Regions from separate parts of the Cyprinus carpio genome. Here region 1 is linked to region 2. The links are chromatin contacts, called in public Hi-C maps. All regions are on one chromosome and are shown on one strand. The core of a region is the stretch at or near the end of the contact, and the rest is flanking DNA. Distances in the headings are between cores, read along the strand shown. Region 1 has its middle 70 kb from the start of LOC109076527. Region 2 holds the start of LOC109076527 (hypermethylated in cancer 1 protein-like).

Region 1 (5,629 bases), core at 768-3,267, 71 kb before region 2:
CCCTTTTAATTGGGACCCACAAAATGTTTTACACCAATCTGCATTGCAACTATACAGATCTCACATAAACTGCACCCTTACACTGTTTATCATGATATGCACACAAACAAGTACACACTATGCACGCGCATTCACAAGAGTCTTATCAGTTGCAAGGCCAACCTGCTGACACTCAAAACGTTTAGTGAAACCATCACCTCTGCTGCGGTGTTTGTGGCTGGCTCATATCTGTAGTTCCCCACCCACTACCCTACAGTGCCCCAGCTGAACTCAACGTGCCCTCTTTTGAGGTGATGATAATAAGAAGGAAATACTGCAGAAAAAGCAGAAACCTCACTACTTCTCATTTTCCATGGTGCTACCTCCCTCTTTGGTATGTGTGGTTGTTCAATGTTGAGTATGTGTGTGTGTTGTTCAATGGTTATTAGTCCAGGGCTGGCTGGTTTGTGGGTACTGGCCTGTGATTTTGCTCTGAGCAGAGACAGTGTGTAAAGATGGCTGCCACACTGAGACATACTGGCACCAGTAGGGCAGAGTTAGTTCCTCTTGCCATGCAAAACAAGGAACCAAGACATTGTGTGTGCGCGTCAGTGTGGGTTAACTTACTTTTGACTTTTTGACCATTTAAATCTGCCTGAACATTTGCTTTAGTCAAGAACCGTACTGTTCATTAACCAGATTAAATCTAGCCCGTTTGGATTATTACAGTTTATTGGCTTTCGTGATGCTGATTGTGATGAAAAGGAAATGTGTAATAAACTCAAGAATCTCTGTGCATAACATAGCCAGACCTTTAGTAGAGGGCAAAAAGTTCTTATTTTACAGTTGTGCAGATTATTCTCAATAAGCAATGGACACAAAAGTAGCCATCTGATTCACATGTCAATCAATCATGGATCAATTTGTTGTTTGGTATGGTTTGCTAGGGTCATCTGAGAGTTCTTACACATTTTACATTAGATAGATAGATAGATAGATAGATAGATAGATAGATAGATAGAACGAACGAACGAACGAACGAACGAACGAACGAACGAACGAACGAACCAGCAAACCTTATAGTACTTGGTGAACTAGTTTTACCAAAAAGATCATGCTGGTAGATCAGCATTTTTGGTCCAGCTAGACTAGGCTGTTAGCTAAATAGTATGCCATGCTGCCCTCTGGCCCAGATGTGAGGAGGATGCCACCAGGATGAGCTGGCAATGAGGAGGCTGATTGCTTTTTCAAGTTTCTGCTTCTTCAGGATGAGGAGGAGGGTTCACTTCCTCCCCCTGCCTCCCTGCAGCTGGTATTGTTCTCCGGGCACTTTAACCCCCGCTCCCCCAGTCCCAGTCGGCTCTCCATCTTCCATCCTTCCCTGGAGCTGGCAGCAGAGTCTGGGCACTCTCCAAAGCATTGGCCTCAACCCCAACAGGATGTGGAGCTCAGCATTTGTGTGTGTGTGTGTGTATGTACATTTCTGTTCTTTTTTCCCTTCTCATTTTTTTTCTCTGATTTTGTGTCTTGGCTGACTTTTTTACCTCTCGAAGAATTTGGAAAGGCAATGAGATTTTTTTTTTTCACCATGACATTCAGCACAGCTCTTTCTCTCTCACTGTGTGCCTGCTGTGGCTTCACAGTAATAGATTTCATATGTTGCTGCAGTTGACATCAGTCTTAAACTATTTTACATGTGATCTACAATATTTCCTGAGGAAATCTGTCAGATATTTATTAAGGGCTAATAAAATAAACCTCTGTTGTTTTCTCTCTTTTCTTTCTCTTGTCCCTTTTCTTTCATTTGTTACCTCGTCCCTTCCTCATGTAGTAGGTCTGGAAGGAGGAGTGATTGTATTATTGGCATTACTCATGCTTTCAAAAGCTTCTTTTTTAGGAAACGGTTTCCTTCTATTCATAAGATGAGCTGCTGGTCAGGCCTAGGGTGAGTTTGTATGTGTCTGGGTGAGGCCCTGTCCATATCTCACTTCTCTTTCCCTGTCTCCGGTCATCTTTTCCCTCCTCTTTCTATCTCTGTCACTCCCACTAGCGCTCTGCTGCTTTTTCAGACTGACACAGTGCAGTGAAAATGCCTGACACTCTGCTACGTCTGACTCCATCAAACATAACAATTTAATGTAGGACTGTGACAGTGAATCAAACCATGTAATGCTTATGCACAGAGGACTTGTATTTTACCTTATAAAGACATTTTGCACTTTCATAGGTCAGCCACAGTACAATTGCTTATTGAAAATATAGCGTGAAGACACAAATTGTATTATTTTGAACGAGATGCAAGTTTACAAGAACAAACCTTTTTCAATGTATTGGTCTTCATATTGACGTTTTTGTAGTAGAAGTAGTAGTAATTGAAGTAATAGTCGTGTATTTGATATGGAAAATTTAAATATGTGCACTACTGTATGTGTACATGTGTAATATGAATATTAGTAGACATGGTAAGGTTTTATAAAATGTAAAACAGGTGTTCTGTGCAAGTCTGATACTGACAACTTTAAATCTGTCTGCTACCATGGACTTTCGTTTGTCCATGTTAATATTTTTGCATGTTCTTATTTTGTCCTAATGCTTTTTTGATCATTTAATTATTTTTATTACATCTATACATTCTAAAATATATACATTTATATTTTATATTATAATTCATAATGAATTACCCACTGTATCAATTAAGAGTGAAGAGGTAAAGATATATTTTATCATCTATCTCTATCTATCTAAACTGGTTTTAAAAAATGTAAACTTATTTACATTCTCACCCATATACTCACTTCCTCAAACAGTGTTAAATATGCCCACTAGACATTATATGTTTTTAAGCTCAAAAACAAATGTGAATAATAAAAAGTGCAGTATATTAAACAGCCCAGAAGTCTGCATTATCCTTTATGATAAATAGTCAATCAAAATAGCAATCCTCCCAGTGGGTTGTTATGAGATAATTCAACCCATTTTCATAGTGAAGTTATTGTCCTTCTTTTGCTCATGAATGTACCATATGTCATAAATCACATCCGTTATTTGTTTTTCATGTTATTTTTTCCCCTCCTCATTGCCTGGAACAGCAGTGATGGAAAACAAACACATCAGCACTTGGCATTATGAACCTTCAAATTGCCCTCTCTTTCTCCTCCCCTCACTCTCTCCTTCCCTTTCATCCTGTTTCCAGCTGCACACCCATCTCACTCTTTCTGGGGTTCCCTGGCTGCAGTACCCATAATGCACCATAAGACACAACACCCACACCAAGCCCTCGCTAATCTTTATAGCATAGCCAAGACGCAGCAAGAGGAGGAGAGCGGCAGGGGATTGGTGATGGGGCAAATACTTTCTCTGCGTCACTTTGGGCCCCTGACCAAGAGCAAGGCCAGAGGCCCCCACCAAGAGGGTGAGAACGAACGAAAGATCTCACCACATAGACAAGAAAGAACAACAGACGGATACATATTTTTCTGCCATCCTGTACTTGCTTTTTTTAGCTTATTTTATTTATAATTTTTATATACAAAATTACATATGATTATATTTATTTTACATTTATTTCCTTTTTATATTACATTTAGATTACTAGAAGTTTACCAAAATTATCAAAAGTTTGGGGTAGGTGGGATTTGTTTAATGAAACCATCATATGCTCAGCAAGGCTGAATTTATTTAAACAAAATTACTGTAAATAGCCATTTTTAATAATGTAATTTATTCCTGTGATGGCAAATCTGAATTTTCAGCAGCTGTTACTCCGGTCTTCAGTGTCGCATGATCTTCAGAAATCATTTTAATATGCTGATTTTGTGCTCAAGAAACATTTCCTTATTATCATCAATGTTGAAAAAAGTTGTGCTGCTTAATGTATTTGTAGAAACTGATCCATTTTTTCTCAAGATTCTTTAAAGAATATGAAGTTCAAAAGAATATAGCATTTATTTGAAGTAGAATATTTCTGTAGTCTTTTTTTTTTACTGTAATTAAGTAATTTATTTAAGTATGGTATTGTTTTTGCCTCTGCAATGCTGCTTTACATGCTATGCTACAGTACATTAAAATTTGACCAAAATGTAGTATAATAAAATAGCATGGCTTTTGAAACATGCGCTACACAGCGACAACGCCTTAAAATTCTGCCTGTGTAGGCATCTTAGTAGGTTTCAGAACATAGCAAAGAGAGATTGGAGATAGGGCACGGGTGCCTGTTTGTCGGGCGGAGTGTCTGTGTGTCAGTCTATGGGGATTTATGTGTTTGTTTGTATCTATGTCCCGACTCTGTCACTTCCGTAATGTGTTCCACATTTTCGGCTGTCATACAGACTGAATCACACAGCACCCATAGGAAAGATTACCCAACCCCACCCCTCCCCTCCTCTTTAATGGCTCAGACATATCTCTGTCACACAATGCAAAATAATTATATTTTTACTTAGTATTTTTGTCTTGTTTTCCATTACAAATATCTAAAATTTCTTAAATCATAATCTGTTTACTTTAGAAGGAAAATTACTTAAGATATTAAGTCTTGTTTTGTGAAAAATGTGTCAAATTAAGTGACTTAATTCTTAAAGGGGTGATTCACTACTGGCAAGATGGGGTTTTAATACAACTTGACTATAGAAATATGATTTTTCTACATGTCTAGAGAAAACAGAAAAATGGCTGCAGCAAAAAAAAAAAAAAAAAAAGAGGAAAACCTCAACACCCATAATGCATTGGGCTTGGTTAGACTGTGTGTGGGCATACAAAAATGTGGAAGTACAATCTGTAGTTTTCACCAAAGCCTGGATTTGTCAAAAGTCCACCTGATGATGCCTTTTATGTCATCTGGTGAACTTTTGCTGGCATTGTGCATATCTTGGTGTGAATAACACAAAAAAGAATACACATTGTTCATTTACTTATACTACTGACACTGTAACAATACAAAGCTGGTTGAAAATCGTTGAACTTACCATTTAAAACAGGAATTTTTTTTTTTTTTTTTTTTTTTTTTTTAACAAGAATTATGCTTCTATGTATTTCAGGATTTTTAAATATTTTTAATTATGAAAGCCTGTTTCTGCCATGGAATATAAATCAATAAATACCAATTTGCAGGGGGGAAAAAGTCAGAATTGCTTTATATATAAACTAGTCTCACAAGTTAAATCTCACAGAATTGCAAATTTATATCTTGCAATTCTTACTTTTTCCTCAACAGGTTGCAATTACCTTTTTTATCCTGTGGTGGAAGCAAGCTTCCATATGTAATGGAAAAGAAGACTAAAATACTGAGTAAGAAAATAATTTTTTGCAGCTCATTTTATTGGGTTATCTTTCATTTGTCCAATCAAAATCCCACGGGGCAAGTATTTACAAATATTTTCTATATGTTGCTTATCGGCCAACTCACAATAATGCAAATAGCGGCGTTTGGAGATGTCAGGGTTTGACAAATGCAGCCAGCCCTGCTCTCTTTTGTTGCAGACTGTGTTAGTGAGAAAAACTTCTTTGAACAGCTCATAGACTGTGGTCTAAGGTGGGAGGGTGAACTTGGGAACATGTTTGCGCGATCGAGAGGAAGGGCATGTGTTGTTATCAAAAACGATGGATCTTGGCTCGGATCTTCTCTAGCTTAGGGAATGGGCACAGCCCTGTG
Region 2 (5,831 bases), core at 854-3,353:
TGTTGCTCACCCTCCCTCTTGCTCTCTCTCTCCTCCCTCTATCTCTCTCGCTCACTCACTCACTCCTCCAATAAAAATACGTCCGTACTCCTGCATAAGTTTTCCTCGTTTTTTGTATGTTTTGTAATATCCTTGGCTATTTTTGCATGGACGTAATAACGCGACTGGAGATGATAATGGGCTTCTGGGCTTCGCGAGGGTTTTAGCGCCTAGTGTGATGTCAGTCTACAATAAAACTAAAAGGTAAAATCGAGGGCAGGAACTGACAGTGACCCCAACTTGAACTTCTCAACACATCGACGCTTAGTCTTAAAGAGACAGGCGTTTTATTGTATATCACAACATATGGTACGTTAAGGAGTAGCTCTTGACTTCTTTAATACGGATGATGGTGACCATAACTTCTGTATAGAATTCATTATAATGTAATCCAGGAAAATAAATAATGTGTCTGCACATCCTTGTCTGTACCTGCGAATGCTTACAAACAAATACTGGTTACCTTTTGCATAAAACTGATTTTATTTCAAATTTAATTAATTTAATACAGTTGGTTGCACAACACTTACAAAAAAAGTACTATGATTTTAATATGATACCATGGTTCTACCTTTAAGTATATGAAAATAACAGAATATATCTCAGTACCTTAGTATTATTATTATAAATTTATTTTATTTTTTGTACAGAAACTTAGATGGTAAACAATGCTCTAATATCAAACAATTAGTTGCAAACTTAACATTATAATTGTAATGTTTCCCATACAATTGTTTTCAAATTAAGAGTTTTAAAATACTTTTAAGCCAATTTAGTGGCGTATCAGTAGCATCAGTAGGCTATTATCTGTCTGTAATGACACAATTGCTTACTTTTACACTGACATTTATCCCTATTTTTTTAGACAGAAAAGGTGGAGAAATTATGCATAATCTGCATCACACAACACTGTGTAGGCTAGTTATATGGCATGACTACACCACTGGAATTTTTGTAAGTTTCAGTAAAAGATAGGCCTATATGTCATCTTCCTTAATTTAGTTAATTGTTTATTTTGAAAATTAAAGCTGAAGTAAGATTATTCTATACATTAAAAACAAGTATGAACGTCAGTTTGTCATGGCTTATTGCAGCGACTTTTAATGTACACTCATAATGAAAGTTTGTATTAGAACCTAAGATCACTTTTTCTCTAGTTCTTTAGAAAACCTTATGTATACTTGTGCTTTAAAAAACAAAACCCAATACACTGATCTGAAGAACTTATAATGTCAAATCAATAACTTTTTAATCTACAAAAAGCCCTATTCAATACAAGAACTAACGTTTTCTCATAAGGAGAGGGTCCATTGCTGAACTTAGGAACTACTGAAGAACCTTTATTTTAGAGAGTGTATTGGCTATTGATCGGTTTTGTTTTTAACAGCTATTCACAGACGAAATTAAATAGGCTATGTAATAGAGTTATTCTGGTTGGTGACAAGTTGATAAGTATCTTGTTTGATATAAAATTTCGGGATGAAAACATTTTAAGATATTTTGTTTATATTTAGATGCATAATAAGTGGTATTAAAAATTCGACTAAAAAGAGCAATATGTCACATCTCCAGCTGTCCAGACATGCCTGCAGCACGAGCGCCAATTATCATAATCTATCAGGTAAGTATGTTGGCTGGCGCTCACTGCGCACACCTGAACGCGCAGCAGGTAACTCACACGCTACATGCATTAACACAATCTCACCTCGGATTCATGTCTGATGCTCCTGCCGATATTGACTTCCCCTTACGGGATTCCCCTGTCCACAGATCCCCAATCGTCTAAATTCCTCTTTAAATGGTCAACTTTTCCCGGTGTTCCCGGCTTCTTCCGCGTTGTCCCTTGTCCTTTACCCCTCTCCCCTTCTCTCTCCCTCTCCTCGTTTTAGACTGGATCAGACGCTTGAGAATCTGGATGGACTCTGATTGGCGTTCGTCTCCAGACGCAGCGCAGGCTGCGCGTGCAGCGACACCTAATGGTGCACATTACAGTGCCGGCGGCAGAGCGCACGAGACAGCGGAATACATTCATAATAAAATGGAAATGAAAAGTGGCATAATTTCTGACCTAACATTAAGCTATTGTTTTGTTAGATGAGTAATGAAAGAAATGAAGTATTTGAAATTAGCTATAACACTGGAACGAAACAGAACTAATGTGAAATTCACATGCCCAAGTTGATTGTTTAATGTAGTAATCTCCATTAACTTTTTCATTTTCTTTTTAATTTTTAATTCAGCACGTCGGCACAATAAAGCTTTTTTTATAGCTCTTTTTTATTCCTTGATTTTTCCACTCCACAATGCTGCTGGTTTTATAATAAATTTTTTCACCTTTTTATTTATTTATTATCATTTATAAAAATTATTTATATAAATATTTTTTCTGCTATGCATCAGAATTTGTTTTTGTTATGTGTTGTAAGCACATGAATAATTTTTTTTATGGGAATATTTTGTTTTAAAATTCTTTGGGACTTTTCTGATTAGAGAGAGTATTTTATGTTTTAGAAGGCTTTCATTCATGCATAATCTTGCTGCACACAGTCTAAACAGTAGCTGCTTATTAACCAGTCATGAAGTGCTTGCTATTTCTTGTGTGAAACATGGCAACTATACACTGTCAGTCTGACTAATGGATTTCAGACAGATATTCCCATGGTGTCATGTTTTGTCATTATTTTTGCTATCACTTTGTGGCGTCCTGTTTGTTGTGGATTGCTGAGATAAAAGTGTTTTTTCGTCGGGCATTCACCTGGCAGAAGCCTTTTCATGTCACAGCCTGCCCCTCAGGCCCTTGAATTACTCTAACAGCAGACTGTTTCCCATTCTCTCTCCTGAAATGACTGTGGTTCTGTTCAAGATGCTTTTTAATTTTAATGGTCAAAGCCATAGCAGTCTGGCTTTACTGAGGAGAACATATTGTCTTTCACTTCCAGTTTCTCATGATGAACTTATGATAACCTCAAAAAACAGAGATAGGCAGAACTAAGGACAGATCAGGGTACAAACAGCACCTGGATATTTTTCAGTTCACTTTTAATGTTGGTATAAAATTCTCTGCCCATATGTTAGAGAGAAACAATAGGTATTATTTGCTCGAAATAGATCAGTTGTTAAATATAATTGCTTAATTTGACCCCTGTGACTCTCTGACCTTGACTCATGTGACATCAAAGTCATGTGGCTCAGTTATGTTTATTGTTTGTTTACTGGCTCATTAGATTTGCCAACATCAGCTCTTTCACTTTCTTAAGGACACATTGGGTCTCTTTCATGCAACATGAGCAGAACAAATTTCTAATTGTTCACTAAACCACTCCTACGTTAATTGTCACGTTCAGTTCACATAAGGAAGACTTTCTGAATGATTTACATACAAATTCATTCTACTCGTGTTTCATGAATGAGGCCCAGTGTGTGCACAAGCAAAATGTGAGTTCTGTATGTTAAAGTGAAGAGTTTAGACACAAATTTGCGATAAAAGAGGATGTGAATTTAAAGATCTCAGCAAGTGAAGACGCACTGTAAACTCTATTAGGAGCTGATCTGAATTCCTAATGAGCCAACAACAGGTGAATGTCTGGTGTTTACAGTGATTAAGTGAATGAAAGCTGTGCTAAAAACGTTAACCAGGCCTGCCACTGGATCACAGAGCACACTTGCACAACCACTGACACTTAACAATCAGCCATCACCTCTTACATAACACACCTACTTTGGTTTATTTGTATGTGAACATGTGTATGTCCGAAATATGTGTGAAAATGTGACAGGTATGTGTATGCAAGAGATGGAAAGATTGCAAGAGACCTGAACAAATTTTGTTTTAACAAGTGGGATGTTTATGTGGTGCGTGTTAAACTTTATTGGCCGTGTGCATGAGTGATATTGGTCTGTAAGTGGGTCTGTGAGACTGCAGAATAATCTGAAGAACGCCTGACTTGGGACTGAAGCATCAAGTTTATGTATGCATAGGGAATGACAAATAGCATTCACCTCAAGTTAATATAACATTGTTGTTATCAAGCATAAAGCCTACAGCTAGATTACGGTCCTGCGAAGCCCAAAGGCAACAGCGTCACAGCATCACTGTGGGATGTAACAAATAACAATAAATCATCTTGAATAGATTAATCATAATATAAAGTCAAAATAAATAAATGAACATTTAGAAAATTGTAAATCATTATATAGAAATTACATAAAGAATGTATACATAATAATATAAATAATATGAATGATTAATAAACAAACAATACAAACTATGTAAAAAGTATGTAAATCAATAAAGTAATATATAGAAAATAAACAATAATATATAATTATAACAATAACAAAATTAATTCACGAATAATAATATAAATGAATTAGAAAATAAATTAGTAACTATAAATGTAAACAAATACATTAAAAACTAATAATTGATAATAACAAAAATTTATAATGATTGATCATATAATTATTACAATTGAACAAAATAATTAATATATAATCATATAAAATATATAAATACTACAGAATACTAATTAATACAAATATTCATAAAAATCAATATATTTATAAATAAATAATTTAAAATTATAAATTATATTATAAAATTATAAATGAATAAAAGTTATTTTACAAAAGTAATTTTCTCATAATCATAATTAAATTAAATTAAAAAGTAGCTAATACTTTGTTACACAATGCAAAACACTTAACAATGTACCACTATAGTATAAAATAGGAAAGCTGAAATAATGTCTTTTACACATTACAATTTTACATCTGTGGTGGTGAATTATTTTTAGGTTTCTCTCAGTTTGAGACCCCTGATTGTCAAAGACCCCGTGGCACTGGCTTCATAATGCATCCTTGAGTCAGAATAATGTACCATGAGAACAGCTATTTAGTTTTAGTGGCTGAGCTGTTTGTTGCCTCGCACCCTTGGCCAGACACCCAGCCCGAACATTCTTTCTATGGCAGCATGATGAGCACTGTTTCTATCTTTGTGGGTACAACCACTCAATTTACCACATGCAAGATAACCAGAAATTGAGCGCCAGGCCCAACATTTACGCACACCCTCTCCTAATTCACTCTAATGAGATGCTGCGAGACAGTTTTAGTGGATAGGCACACAGAGACAGGTCATTTGCATCCTCTGCCTTTTGTGAACCTCCTGGCCAACACGCGGATGCATCCTCCACTGGCAGAGTTGCCGTTTTCAGGAGATGAAAGCTAAATGAGAAGCTGTCGTGATTGATTGGGATAAAATGAGTGTGGGTTTGAACTGGGCATGTTGTGATTCAAAAGCTTGCGTTGGAGGGAAAGGCGTGTGCACCACTTGAACAAATCAACTGCTCTTTTTAGAGCTTGCGAGGGCCGATGGTGTGACTTCCTTAAAATACCTTCATCGAGCATGTCTCTATTGTTACCAGATGTCATTCTAACTTTCCAGCACACACTTTTGTACAGCAACACACGTTTGAGAGTAAAGCCCAGTATACTTCAGTTTTGATGCAAATGCTTAGCGTATGTGCACAGCCTAATGCACAGCCTTTCAAAGTATGGGCTGCATCCAAAATTGCACACTTCCCTTCTATATAGTAAACAAAAACCATATGTGAATAGAGTAGTATGTCTGAATTCACAGTATTTATAAAACAGTAGGTAAAAAGTCCCTGGATGACCTACTATTTTCAGCGGGATTCAGCACATCCAGTGGACACTTTACTATCCCATGAGGCCACGGAAGAGGATTTGTAAATGGTCATAAAGCGATGCAACTGCAATATCACATTTTT

The links. A called contact is a pair of places that touch in the nucleus more often than the background predicts.
Region 1: a contact with region 2 is called in a Hi-C map of skeletal muscle, with 6 times the contacts expected there. The contact joins the enhancer-like site here to the promoter of LOC109076527 in region 2. A contact is called at or near these places in 7 of 8 Hi-C or Micro-C datasets (liver and skeletal muscle).

The regions. Positions count from the first base shown.
Region 1 is chrA15:16,385,664-16,391,292 of ASM1834038v1, reverse strand. No RefSeq gene overlaps it. Among protein-coding and RNA genes, the nearest start is that of LOC109076527, 70 kb to the right of the region's middle. Within about 2 kb of position 2,017, at least 1 of the 8 cell types and tissues checked has an H3K27ac peak or open chromatin away from gene starts, as enhancers often do. A contact at or near this core is called in skeletal muscle, where this site is marked.
Region 2 is chrA15:16,314,377-16,320,207 of ASM1834038v1, reverse strand. LOC109076527 (hypermethylated in cancer 1 protein-like) reads right to left here and starts at 2,103. Exons shown (of 2, transcript XM_042771238.1): 1 at 1,745-2,103.